Regions from separate parts of the Mus musculus genome. Here all the other regions are linked to region 1. Evidence: chromatin contacts called from public promoter capture Hi-C data. All regions are on one chromosome and are shown on one strand. Each heading gives the region's core, a stretch centred on a gene start, on an enhancer-like site or on the middle of the called end of the contact. The rest is flanking DNA. Distances are from core to core; before and after follow the strand shown.

Region 1 (3,363 bases), core at 451-2,950:
AAGACTCTCTTCTGGCCCCCATGGCCACCTACACTAACAAGTACTCCCCTACCATACTCAGAATGAAACATAATGAAATTAATGTTTAAAATAATATTGGTGGACGAGTTTGGGTGTGAGCATTAGGATGCTAACAGGGGTCAGCATGGGTTGTATCTCACCAATGCAGTCCTAGAAACCAGGCAGGAAGGCACAGGCTGCCTTGCCTCCCTTCTGCCATGCCTTGGCCCAGCACCCATATTCTGCCTGCTCACCGTGGTTATCAGCTTTTCTCGATCCTCTGCCTTCCCCACGTGGCACACGATGCCAGTCACACTCAGGCCCTCTCCCTGTAGTGTGGCCACTGCACGGTCCACATTCTGCTGTTTGCGGCTGCTGACGACCACGTGGGCCCCATCTTCAGCCAGGCGCCGGGCGATGGCAAAGCCGATCCTACGAGGGTAAAAGGTGACACACTGTCAAGGCCTCTACCGCAGAGAAGAGGGCGAGAGCATGCGTGGGCTCTGCTTTCAGGCTTTCAGCACTGGACCCTCGCTCTCCCTGTATTCGAGCTTCACGCATTTCTACTAGGTAGAGTAGGCTTTTAATGGTGCGGACAGAAGGATAAGCTCAGATGATTTTATTATGATCTTGTCTTTTACCCCAGTTCCCGGGACTGACATCACCTGCCACAGCCTTCATGACCGATTATTGTACCTATGTCCAGTTGGGAAAGAGGGGAGAGAAATAGATGAGTGTTCAGTTGCCATGGACTTAGGGGCCTTGCTGGAAGAAGCCCATATCCCCAAATACCTCTTACCACACTACAACCTCACAATTCTATCTTTTGATATATTTGGGGGGGGCCTTCACCAAAAAAAGCATGGCTCAAAATGTAAATATCAATTACATATTTTATAATAGCCAGATGTTAGCTTTTCATAGACATCTGCATTACAGATTTTCAAGGAGTTTTTTAATTTAGTAAGGTCCTGTGGGGATTAAAAAACTGGATAGTTGAGAGTGGTGGGTGAGACAGGCTGGGCACGGAGGCCCAAATATACAGACTGAAGTAAAGATCTGGGCACGGGATCCAGGTAAGGGGTCCCTAGGGAGCAAGAACAGCAAGCAGAGCTTTGAAGCCGTGACTGGTTGTTTTGGTCTTCCCAGACTCTAGGTGGAGCTGTCGATTGGGGCAGCCCAGAAGCACCGGGACCTGGGTCCTTCTGGCAGCGCCGAGCTCTCACAAAGCCGAAGGCAACAGTGATACAAGGGCTAGCCTGTGGCAGGGCCAGGTCGGGGATTCGGAGCGATTTCAGGTCCACCATGTGGGTTTCCTTTTTCTCCCTCGGGGTGGCCTTTGGCCGCATCTGAGGCTCGAGGACAACAGTCCAGGAGTTAAAGAGTACTTGTTTCTGGATGAAGACTCTGGCTCTGGTACTCACCCGTCGGTGGAGGCTGTGACCAGGGCCACCTTATTGGAGAGAGGGTTTCGACGAGTCAACCCGGAACTGGCCATCCTCACCGACATCCACGCTTGAGTCCAACCACCTAACAGCCGTCCCGCTTTCTGCATAGTTCAGGCCAGGGGGTTGGGTTGAACTCTGCTAGGGGAGGGGACTGTTCAAAGGGCGGGAGGCTGGTCTAGCTGGGAGAGCTCTGACTTCCCAGACTGCCTGCCCCTCTTCTAGGACCGGCTCTGCGACGGCCCGGGACTAGGCGGGAGCCGCGGCGGTTGCGAGCGCTCCCTGCTGGCGCCCCGCGCCCCTTTGCCTGATTTGGGACTCCCGCAAATTCTCAGTCCAAGTTTCCTTCAAGACCCCCACACCTCTTCTACCAGAACCCCCAGCTTTTCCTGTGCCCCAGCTGCTCCTCCCACTTCTGCTGGTCCACCTTTTTTTGGGATGGGGTCTTAGGAGAGTCGTTGGAGAGGAAGCTTTGCAATTTTATTTATTTTTGTTTTGCTTCCTTAAACTCCAAATAATTCTTCCTTTATAAAAAGCCTGGGTTTGTATGCAGGACTGCACAGACAACTCATTTGGTAAAATGGTTGTTGAGCAAGCATGCTGGCCTGAGTTTGGATCTTCAGCATTAACATAAAAAGCAGGGCTTGTCACCTAACAGCTGTATTCCTAGCTTTAGATACACAGACAAGATGATTGTTGAGGCTTTTGGTCATCTGGTCTTGCCAATCCATGAGCTCCGGGCTCAGTGAAAAACCCCGTCTCAAGAAAAAGATAAGATAGGGAGTGGTAGAAAACAGTCCACGTTGACCTCTCGTATAGGCACATGTGTGCATACCCTACTCCCCCAGCCCCAGAAACACACCATGATGAGCGTAGTAAAAATGCCTTTAGACATGTAAAAAATAGCTTATTCAGGAACCCCACTACACCCATGGCTGTACTGATAACCAGAACATCACTCACTCAGGATAACCAGACACAGTCCTAGCACCCCACGATGCCCATTGGACAGTATCAAAGCAGAGACCAAGGGCAATGCTCTGCTCTGCACAGTTGGAGAGAAGCTACCCAGATCTGCCCTGTGTCTGGAGAGTCTTGCCAAGGATCCTGACCCTCGAATCAGAGACCACTAATAGAGGCTAGACCCAACCTTCAGTTAAGATATGTTACACAGCTGAGAAGCCCTGGGGAGACAGGCTTAGGACCTTAGTTAGGAATTTAGAGAGTGAACCTTGTGTGATGACCCTCTGCGTAAGAAAATAACACACACACACACACACCACACATCACATACAAGAAGGGCAAATGAATGAATGTTTTGAGACTGTCTGTGGAGGTGACACTTGTGCTCCTCACAGTGTCCATGTAGTGAGGGATGAGGAGGCCAGGTGACAAATGTGATAAGTTGTGACAGCTGGCCTAGGCCTGACACTATCTTTCCCTATGGCACAAAGTCTATTGCCAGTGGTTCTCAACCTGTGAGTCACAACCCCTTTGGGTTTGCCTAAGACTATTGGAAATATCAAATTTTTTCATTATGATTCATAACAGTAGCAAAAATTAGTTATGAAGTAGCAATGAAAATAATTTTATGACTGGGGGCCACAACATGAGGAACTGAATTAAAGGGTTGCAGCATTAGCCAGGTTGAGAGCCACTGAGGACTTCATCTTCAGACAGGCAGGAAATGACCACTGTGATACCCAGGGTGAAAAGATGGAGGTCCTGGGTCTATCTGATGCCAAAGGGTCGCCCAGCCACTTCCACAGACAGGGTGGAGATATGGAGACCGGGGAGCGCTATGATTTTCCATGCCCACCCATCTATTCTAGCTCAATAACTAACTGTTATGTGTGAGAGTGCTTGATTAACTGTAAACGACTAAGTATGGAGTGATTATTTTCACCAAACAGTAGTT
Region 2 (3,363 bases), core at 635-3,134, 200 kb before region 1:
GATTTTCTTAGTTAGGTTTTCACTGCTGTAAAGAGACACCATGACCAAGGCAACTCTTATAAGGGACAACTTTTAATCAGGGTTGGCTTACAAGTTCAGAGTCTCAATCCATTATCATCATGGCAGAATGCATGGCAGTGTCCAGGAAGGCATGGTACTAGAGAAGGAGCCAAGAGTTTTACATCTTGTTCCAAAGGCAAACAGGAGAAGACTGGCTTCCAGGCAGCTAGGAGAAGAGTCTCAAAGCCCACCACAGTGTCACACTTCTTCCGACAAGGCCACATCTACTCCAACAAGGCACACCTCCTAATAGTGCCACTTACTCTCTGGGCCAAGAATATTCAAACCACCCCAGAGTTATTGCTGAATAAACTCGCCCCTTTTTAGTTCTTTCTGACTTCTGTCCATCTGGTTCAACTCAGCTGTTCTGGCTCAAACTCTTCTCCCAGCTGACTAATTCAATCTGGCTTCTCTGAATTGCTGTTTGACCTCAAACTAACTTTAGCAATCTTTTCTAATCTTCTGGCTCTTTCTCATGTTCTTACTTGTTCTGTCTTTACCTGTGCATGCCCCCCCCCCCTCTGTAACCTCCATCCCAGGAGACTTAAATCTTCACCTGCCCTCCATGGGCACTCCACACACATGGTTCACAGACATACATTCAGACAAAACACTGGTCCACATTAAATAAAAATAAAGTATCAAAAGAGTTAAATTAATACATGATAGCTTTAAAAAGGAAATTAATTTCTCAGCTTTAAAAACAATGTGTAACTAGATTGGACTTCTACCCAGAACCATGCAAGCAACAAGGGAGTAAAGTATTTACAGTACTGAAAACAAGGGGGAAAAAAAAAAACCCCATCTCACGCCGGGATTTAGAGGTGTGCACCAGCACACTCTGTGGGAAAATTCTTTAGAAAAAATGAAAGTGGGGCTGGAGAGATGGCTCAGCGGTTAAGAGCACCGACTGCTCTTCCAGAGGTCCTGAGTTCAATTTCCAGCAACCACATGGTAGCTCACAACCATCTGTAGTGGGGATCCAATGCCCTCTTCTGGTGTGTCTGAAGAGAGTAATGTGTACTCATACATAAAATAAATAAATCTTTAAAGAAAAAATGAAAGTGGTAAGGTCAGAAATGACAGAAAAAAATATGAAGAAAACCCACTTCAACATTAACATCCAGTGTAGTACTTTGGTACTGGGTCTGGAAAGGCTCTGAATACTGATCTGGAGAACCAAGGCAAAGTGTGAGCCATGAGTCTGGGAATGGAGGAAACCATTCAAATAATGGGCAGGTTTCATAAAATTCCTGCAAGGTGGGCAAGGCAGATAATTAATTTAAGCAACAAAGTAAAGCTGTACACAGTGTGCCCGGTTCTGTCCTTGGGGAGAGCAAGAAGAGTCAACCCACTAAAGGACTCCATCAAGTTAGTGCTCAAAAGAAACTTGGAAAAGGAAGCCCTTAAATATTATAAACTACACGAAACAGCAAAGATGTGGCACAGAAAAGCATAAAACGGCTGTCATCCTACTGTCCAGGAGAACCCTGACTAGCCCTAGGATATTTCAAACTATATTCGTTTAGGCACCGGCGAGTCAGGACAGGAGGGCGGAGTTACCACTCAGGCCTGTGTTTGGTTTTTTGAAACGAGCGAGCGCCCTCTTCTGTTTCGCGAGAGGAATGGCAGAATTTTTCCTGGGAGCGGCTGGCGGCCCGGGAAGGGCTTGGCAGACGCTGATTCAGACACCTAGGTTTACAGCTTGCAGGGGTGATGGAGAGTGACGCTAGGTCGTACGTCACTTTCACAGTGCAGGGGACCTCGTGACGTCACAGCTCCCTCCGCGGCCTCTTCCGGGGAGGGAAGCCGCGCGCCCAGGCGGAAGTGACGTACTCCTGCGTTTCCCTCAGTGGCGGCATTTTAAGTTTAGTGATCTGGACAGGTTGATACACTTAAGTCACCGCCTGAGAGGAGACTGCGGGGTTCCCGTGGCTCCGCGAAATGGGCCCAGCTGGTCCGCCGACCTTCCGGTGCAGATGAGAGAAGCGGGGCTCCGCCTACGGGAGCGTCCGGGAAGCCTGGGTTGAACGAAAGGAGGAAAGGGCGCCCGCGGGCCATGGCCCCACCTCCAGGGGTAGGTCCCGCGTCTCTGCGGTTTGCTGCCGCCGCCAGCTGGCTGGTAGTCCGCCGTCGCCGCGTAGAGCACTTCCCGAAAGTGGTGGAGTTTCTGCAGTCCTTGCGCGCTGCTGCCCCCGGCTTGGTTTGCTACCGGCACCATGAACGCCTGTGTATGAGCCTAAAGGCCAAGGTACTAGAGAGAAGGACGTCTGGTTGGGACTAAGATCGGCTGGAAAAGGGTAGGTGTTCTGAGCCCTGTACCGTGCAGGTGGTGGTGGAGCTGATCCTGCAGGCGCGACCCTGGGACCAGGTCCTGAATGCCCTGAAGCATCACTTCCCAGCAGAGTCCAGAACAGTAAGTACCACTGGACCCCGAAGCTGTGAGTGCTATCTTGGGCAGACCAAACTCAGGCCTGATGCAACCAAGTTGCCCCTGGGTCCTAGCGACACCTCCTCACCCAAATTTTCCTGTCTTCAATATCCTCAACAGACAAAAGAAGACAGGAAGCTTTTGGAGGCACGGGAAAATTTTTGCTTGCTTGTGAAGCACCTGTCAGAGGACCCGCCTTCGAGCCTGCAGGTGAGAATGGTTGGTTTGGAGGATGTTATGGGATTCCTGTTTTGTTTTGTTTTGTTTTCTAAAATTCATCTGACCTGCTTCACTTTCCCACATACAGGAACTAGAACAAGACTATGGGGAATCCTTTCTAGTTGCCATGGAAAAGCTGTTGTTTGAATACTTGTGTCAGCTAGAGAAAGCACTGCCTCCAGTCAGAGCACAAGAGGTTGTTGAGAAAGAAACACTTTAAGGGCGGAAGGCTGGGTGGCTTCCCCGAGAACTATGATCTTCCTATCTGTCGCCTTGCCCACAGCTTCAGGATGCTCTAAGTTGGAGTCAGCCGGGCTCGTTCATCACTTCTTCGGTTGCTTTGCACCAGTATGGTATGGACATGGGGTGGACATTTCCAGGTAAGAGGATCAGCGGAGATAACTAGCAATTTGGAGGTTAGTGTTTAGCTCTACCAAACCTGAGTCAGCCGAATGGAAGTTATATGGGCCTGTAACACAAACCTGAGTTTTAACCTAGTTCTAATTTTATAAGGCATCTTATTTTATCTTTCAGAGAGCTCTACTTCTGGCTCAGGGAATCTGATAGAGCCCATGGAAGAGAGTCCTCATCAGCAAACCAGGCCAGCATTCCACAGTCCTCTGCCTAAAGCTAAGCTTGGCCCTCACCAGCCA
Region 3 (3,363 bases), core at 397-2,896, 160 kb before region 1:
AGAGGCTAGCAAGGTGGTTGACATGAAAGAGTATGGGGCCTCTACATCAAGAAAATGATGGAAAACAAAGAATCAGGAAACAAATCAAGGGAGCTTGCGATTTGAGAGGTGCTAAGAGAAGCTTTGATTTCTGGCTTCACTGGGTAGGTCATCCAAAGAAAACTCCAAAGCATCTTAAGTTATTCCTAACCACAGAACTCAGTCAGGCCTGCCTCAGTACCGCAAGCCTTGCACACACTTGCAGTCCCAGCTACTCGCGAAACCGAGGCAGGGCTATTGCTTCGGCAGCAGTTCCAAGGCCAGTCAGGCAACACAGCAAGACTGACTGTCTTGAGGAGGGCAAAGGGGTCAAAACAAAAGCCACTGTGTCTGGCTCAAGCCTAGCTTCCTAGACTCTAACCGCTTCAGGACAGTGGGTGGATCAGAAAAGAACAGTCGTAGGAGTGAGGAAAGAATGGCTGCTTGTGATTTCTCTCAGTACTTGCTTCCGCCAGAATAGAAAAATTGAAGTCAGCTTCCTTCCGTTTGCTCCCATGTTGCCAAGTGAAAGTCACTGTTCAAAAGGGGCAGAGCCCCTTCACAACAGCTTGAGCCAGACAAAAGTAACGCGTTCAAAGAAACCTGCAAAGTTAGGGAGAAGTCCAAACGTCCCACAGACGAACTTGGGAACAAAATGACGGAAGTGAGATGGTACCTGTAAGCTCTGAAACTCTGAAGGCGGAGACTCAAAAGACCCCGGGTTCGAGGTCTGCAGGGACTCCACATTCAAAAAACAAAACAAAAACCTACTTCCGATCAAAAACCGCGCTGTCGGGCTGGTGAGATGGCTCTGTGGGTAAGAGCACCCGACTGCTCTTCCAAAGGTCCCGAGTTCAAATCCCAGCAACCACATGGTGGCTTACAACCATCTCATAACGAGATCTGACTCTCTCTTCTGAAGTGTCTGAGGACAGCTACAGTGTACTTACATATAATAAATAAATAAATCTTAAAAAAAAAACGCGCTGTCAACCCGCACAACTTGCAGGGTGAAATGGCAAACTGTAGGTGCACCTCACCTACCTCCCGCATGCCTGTTGCCAACAATAACCGGTCCGTGCCTCCAGAAAGCCTCGGAGGGGCACCTTTACCAAGGTGTTGGAGGCTACAGGTCCCTGGCGTGGGAACGCGGCACAAAGCCCCGCCCCGCCCAGGTTAGGGACAACTTTCCGCGTCCGGGCCGACCTCAGCAGCCGGGGGCGGGTGCCGCGCTCCCGCTCCCCAGCTGTCTCTCTCCATCCTAGAGAGGACAGCCCAGCCGCGCGAGAGCCCGTGGGAAGCCGCCCGCGACACACCGGCGAGCATCGCGGAGCTCTTGGCTCAGGAGAAGAGCCTTCCCGCCTTCCCGGAGCTGAGGTCCCCGTCGGCGAAGGCGGAAGTGGTAAGACTGACGTGTCCGGGCTGCGGTGCTGCTCGCCGGGACGACCACTGGCATCGCTCGGTGGCTCGGGGAGCGAGCATCGTGGAATCCGTGGCCGGGCCGGATTGCGGGCGAACCAGAGCTCTTCCAGGAGCATTCGAATGAGCCGAGGGCGGACGCCGGCGACGTGGCAGCAGCCGCGGCAATCAGGCGCAGCGGCGGACAACCCGGAGGAGGTCCGTCGTCAGGTCCTCCGCAAGCCTACCGCTCCGGCGCCGCTGTCTGGAAGACCGGGGCAGAAGCCCAAGGGCAGCTACGGGGCCCCGTGAGGCCACTGGCGCCTCTTTGGCCAGCCGGTACCTCGCAGTGAGGACCCTGGAGCTGCGGCGAGTGCCCCTTCCGTAGCAGCGAGCCCGCCGGGCGTTGCTATAGAAACGGGTTGGCACGCGCAGCCCCGGGCTGGGGAGGCCTAGAGGCGTGAACCCTAGGTTGGGAGTACTATTGAGTGCACGCCAGGCCCCGTCTTTGGGATAGATAAGTTCTGTGGTGTGGGGATCGGGAGGCCGAAGGGAGGAGGTGGAGCCAATGGGCACTTGAGAGACCAGAACCGGGTCATCATGATTTGATTCCTAGTTTCTGTAACCACGGGATTCCCCCAACAGGTTCTGCTGCCTTAAGGATGACAGTCCTAGGGTACCCTCGAAGTTGGAGCTGCCATTGTTTGCCAGTCCTGATACTGTTGCTGGGCATAGGCCATGGGCCATGGGTGGAAGGTGTCACACACTACAAGCCCGGCGACCCTGTCATTCTATATGTCAACAAAGTGGGACCCTACCATAACCCTCAGGAAACTTACCACTACTATCAGCTTCCAGTCTGCTGTCCTGAGAAGATCCGCCACAAAAGTCTTAGTTTGGGTGAAGTTCTGGATGGGGACCGAATGGCCGAATCTTTGTACGAGATCCGCTTTCGGGAGAATGTGGAGAAGAGAATTCTGTGTCACATGCAGCTCAGTTCTGCACAGGTCAGCTGCTCTCCGCGGTACATATCACTCAGCCCTCCTTGCTAGGGACTAAGGGTGCCTTGCATCTATGGTACCTTTATGGAAATTATGTTTGGACTCCAACTACAACCCCGTGTACTTGCTTAGATGTTCCAAACTGACTTTTCAAGATAACATGGATCCAGAGATGCAGAGCGGGGAGCTTAGAGCCTAAGGCTCTTCGCTGTCAGTAATAGGTCCCAGAGTCCTGTGCAAGTCTCTCTCCTTCCGTACATGCCTCTGTTTTTTTCCATGACTTTTTTTTTTACTTTTTAGCCTTCCCTGTTACTTTTCTTTTTTTTCCTTTAGCAAATTTTGGAACTTCTTAATTCCAGTCTTTTTATACTTTGCTCCATTTATTTTTCTGAGACTTTATCCTAGCAAAGAGATCCTTGTTCTTTTTTGGGGCTAATATACCAGAATCAGTCAGTGAGTCTCAATGGAAAACAGTTTTGTACCTAGGTACTTTGGCAGTGTATAAAGACATTTGGTTTGGTTGGTTTAGGGGTTTGTTCTTGTTTTGAACATTGAGATAAGGTCTTACTATGTAGCCAAGGCTAGCCTCAAACCCAATAGTAACCTTCTAAGTGCTGGGATAACAGGTTTGTTCTATACCAGATCTCTACCCATCAACTAAGATAGGCTTTCTCTATGTAACAACAGCCCTGGATGTCCTGGAACTCTCTCTGTAGACTAGGATGGCCTTGAACTCACAAGAGATCTACCTGCCTCTGCCTCCCCAGTCCTGGGACTAAAGGCGTGCACCACCGTAGCCCATCTTGGAAATAATTTTGATTGTCACAGCTCAGTGGTACTATTGGTATGTAGTGTGTAAGGATCAAGGATGCTGACCCCTGCCATGCACAGATCAGTATCTCCCTACAACACAGAATTAGCCAAACCAAAATAGGAGTACCGCCAA
Region 4 (3,363 bases), core at 504-3,003, 140 kb before region 1:
GCAGGGAGAACACCTCTGGCGAGGACACCATCCTATCAGGTTGGCCCTTTCGTAAGCAGGATCTGGGGCTCTGCTTGCTTGCACCCAGCAACCCCCTTGTTCCATGGCAATGTCCCATTCCTAAATCTCAGCTCCAGAGTGACAGGAACACCAACTAACTCCTCCTCCTACGCTGTTATCTCGTGATTTCTGAGGGGTCCTAAGGGAGTGAACCCTACCTGAGGAATATCAAAAGGACTGGGAAGTCTAGGATCCACAGACATCTTCCCAAAAAAGGGTTCTGGGGCATCTTCCAGCGTCTCCATCATGGCCAGGCAGTTGGGAAGAAGCAAGCTAGGTCTGGGCGAGAACAGGGATGTAAAGGAGAGAGACTGAGGGTGAGTGGGATGGCTCGGCTGGTAAAGGTGATGCCACCAAACCCCACAGTCCCTAATTTCATCCCTGAATTTGAACTAGCATAAGGAAGAGAGCCCACTTTATTGGCTGTTCTCTGACCTCCACATGCATACAGTGCCCTCTCTCCCTACCCCCTTCCCGATCCTCTACCCCTACTCTCTCTCTCTCTCTCTCTCTCTCCTCTCTCTCTCTCTCTCTCTCTCTCTCTCTCTCTCTCTCTCTCTCTCACACACACACACACACACACACACACACACACACACACACACACACAATGCACGAGGCCAAGCAGCTTGGTATGGATGGTTTCAGTCCCAGGGCCTCACAGGTCAGCCTCCTCCATATCAATGCGAATCCGCAGCTGGGCACGATGTAGGTGCTCCAGGATATGCTGGATGTCTTCTGTGGGTGAAAACGGTAAAATAAACAACCTAGTCATGGCTCCTTCAGCTCTAGCCCACCTCTGGAGTCTCTAGCCTTACCCACAAGGTACTGGCACTGTTGAAAGTAGACCCTTATCACACCAATCTGAAGCTGGGCGGAGAGATAGAGGGAGAAGCGGGGGCGGGGCAGCCCGGCCACCGGAGGTTGCACTCTTACCAGCACATAATTGAGGATTTCCTCGCTGGGAGAACAAGAAGCCCTGATCAATGCAACACCCAAAAACCAGAAGCCCCACACCAGCGATTCCTCCCTCTTTTCTGGATCTTACCAGGTCTTTACCACATTCACATTTAGGTATTCACGCTTCACCAAACGGCTGCCTCGGGTTGCTGCCAGCCTGGAGGGGTGGGGGCAGGAACGGCTTGTCAAGGGGAGATCCCACTACCTGGCTCCTGGCATAGCCATCAGCCCTGTGCTCACCAGATGGTGGCGAAGCAGCCTGTGTGGCGCTGAAGCACGTTAGGATAGTAGAACATCTTTGCTCCTGGGTTCACCTTCCCTGCACCAATCCCGTTTGGATCTCAATCCGAATTCTTGAGAATACGAGATTTCCAGCACCATTGAAGAGTAGGAATTTGGACGGGGGTGTGGTAGATATGGATGCAAAAAGCCCAATTAGTAAAACGACTGACTATACAACTGAATTAGGAGGTAACCAAAGACACAGGAGCTAAGCATCCCTCCTTTGGCCATTCCTAAAAAGGTCTGCACAACGCGCACCATACCATCAGGATTCTGTCCAGGCAGAGATGCGGAGCTCCAAGAAAAACCCGGGCAGAGACACAGAACAGATCTTCAAAGAAGACTGAGTCCTCTTCTGGTCAAGAGGCCTTCTTCGACTCTGCTGCCCGCCACCACCACCACCACCACCACCACCACCGCCGCCGCCGCCGTAGTCGTCGTCGTTGAGCTTCTGGACCTTGCTCTAGGTCCTGTCGCCCTCCAGCGGGATCAGGTGCACACTCTCCAAGGCTTTGTACCACCGACAGCCAATGAGAAGCCGCGCCAGAAGAAACTCAAAGACTCCTGGAGCCAGGCAGCAGAACTCAGTTCCAGGCCATAGGCTCTTGGAGAATAGTCGCCAGCCAATCACGAGAATTCTGAGCGCTACCAAGGCATTGTGAGGTGTTCTGGCCAATGGCCTCTCGTTCTCGGGTAGTAACAAGGACTTCGCCAAGGTGCAAAGCTGACCAATAAACGGAGAGAAAATCCAGTCTCTCTCCCTGGCGACAGCTGACAAAGTATCTTTTAGGAGCCGGGGTCATGTGAAGGGCAGATGCCTTGGTGCTGTTTATGATACAGAGATGTAAGAGAAGGTACCTTGCCTGAGCATAGGACCTGTCCTTACTCCTAAATTTCACCAACCCGATTTTGTGCCCAGTAAGGGTCTGTGCTGTGCTAAGTGCAAGAAACTGTGTGAGGTGGCCTTTTATTCAACAAGAAAGAAAACAGCCAAGGGAGCTGTAACTACAAACTCCTATAATCTCAGCTGCTACTTGGAAGGGAGGCAGGTTCAAAGCCAGCCTAGACAATTTGAACACTAGCTCTAAGCAAAAAACAAAACAGGCCAAGAGTGGTGTGCACACCTCTTGAAGGGACTGAGGTAGCAGAATAAACTCTACTATAAGCTGCTGTACTTGGAAAAAGCTACTGCCTGCTGTCCTTGAAGCGATATGCCCCCCAGCATTGAGAGGCCAACATTCCTTTACCCTTTCATGTAATGCCAGGGCTAAGAAACCCCTGCTTGCAGGTTTTTTTCCTTTATAAACCCCTTCACCTAGAGCTGGGGTCACTCTCCTTCCTGTTCCATCAGGAAGGTTTGTAGCCCAAGCTCGAGCTTGAATAAAGACTCTCACAAGTATTTGCATCAGAATTGGGGGCCCTGGTGGTCTCTTGGGGAAGCAGGGGTCTCATGAGCTGGGCATAATACTTTTATCTCAGCAACAGGAGGATCTCTTAAGAGTTTGAGACTGGCCTGGTCTACAGACCAGTTAGGGAGAGATAATGAAATCCTGTCTCAAAAAAAAAAAAAAAAAAAAAGTAAAAAGTAAAAAGTAAAAACTGGGCTGGAGATGTGGAAATGTAGCTCAGTCGTAGAAAGCCTGACTGGCATATATGTGTATATACATATATACACATATGCATATTCACATATATACATATGTACACACATACACACACAAGGCCCTGAGCTCAGCTCAGTACTGCAAGAAAGGGAAACGACAACAACAAAAACCAGCCTTTGATCCAAGCACTCTGAAGCCAGAGTCCCACGAATCCTGTGAGTCTGAGGCCATGATGGTCTACACAGTGAGTTTCAGGCTAGCCAGAACTGTATAGTGAGACCCTGTTTCAAAACCAAGCAAACAAAGCCAAGAACAAAACAAAAAAATAAAGGTGTGTGCAGCCCTGTAACCTCAGTACTTGGGAGGAAGGACAGGAGTTGAAGGACAGCCTTCTTCTCTTCAGAGTTGCACAGCAGCCTGGGCTATCCTGAGGACTAGCTCAAAAACCTAAGAATTC

The links. Promoter capture Hi-C pulls out the DNA fragments that hold promoters and counts their contacts. Capture Hi-C pulls out chosen DNA fragments and counts their contacts.
Region 2: a contact with region 1 is called in a promoter capture Hi-C map of liver. The contact joins the promoter of Tinf2 here to the promoter of Dhrs4 in region 1. A contact is called at or near these places in 4 of 39 promoter capture datasets (erythroid cells, fetal liver, hematopoietic stem and progenitor cells and 1 more), 1 of 115 datasets of contacts at active chromatin or transcription factors (memory CD8 T cells) and 3 of 9 other capture datasets (adipose tissue, liver and pancreatic islet).
Region 3: a promoter capture Hi-C map of erythroid cells shows a contact between it and region 1, with 6 times the contacts expected there. The contact joins the promoter of Tm9sf1 here to the promoter of Dhrs4 in region 1. A contact is called at or near these places in 9 of 39 promoter capture datasets (cranial neural crest, embryonic stem cells, erythroid cells and 6 more), 1 of 484 Hi-C or Micro-C datasets (B cells), 3 of 115 datasets of contacts at active chromatin or transcription factors (the SCID.adh cell line, embryonic stem cells and memory CD8 T cells) and 3 of 9 other capture datasets (adipose tissue, liver and pancreatic islet).
Region 4: a promoter capture Hi-C map of pancreatic islet shows a contact between it and region 1. The contact joins the promoter of Rec8 here to the promoter of Dhrs4 in region 1. A contact is called at or near these places in 2 of 115 datasets of contacts at active chromatin or transcription factors (embryonic stem cells and memory CD8 T cells) and 3 of 9 other capture datasets (adipose tissue, liver and pancreatic islet).

The regions. Positions count from the first base shown.
Region 1 is chr14:55,477,095-55,480,457 of GRCm38.p6, reverse strand. It overlaps Dhrs4 (dehydrogenase/reductase (SDR family) member 4), which reads right to left and starts at 1,700. Exons shown (of 8, transcript NM_001037938.2): 1 at 1,425-1,700; 2 at 255-432. The coding sequence starts at 1,555.
Region 2 is chr14:55,680,338-55,683,700 of GRCm38.p6, reverse strand. It overlaps Tinf2 (Terf1 (TRF1)-interacting nuclear factor 2), which reads left to right and starts at 1,884. Exons shown (of 9, transcript NM_145705.3): 1 at 1,884-2,311; 2 at 2,390-2,476; 3 at 2,612-2,701; 4 at 2,799-2,906; 5 at 2,994-3,090; 6 at 3,245-3,363. The coding sequence starts at 2,120. It also overlaps a transcript of Gmpr2 not described here.
Region 3 is chr14:55,641,654-55,645,016 of GRCm38.p6, reverse strand. It overlaps Tm9sf1 (transmembrane 9 superfamily member 1), which reads left to right and starts at 1,646. Exons shown (of 5, transcript NM_001360063.1): 1 at 1,646-2,423. The coding sequence starts at 2,079. It also overlaps a transcript of Tssk4 not described here.
Region 4 is chr14:55,616,556-55,619,918 of GRCm38.p6, reverse strand. Rec8 (REC8 meiotic recombination protein) reads right to left here and starts at 1,753. Exons shown (of 20, transcript NM_020002.3): 1 at 1,566-1,753; 2 at 1,261-1,373; 3 at 1,109-1,177; 4 at 879-1,021; 5 at 723-798; 6 at 219-339. The coding sequence starts at 1,316.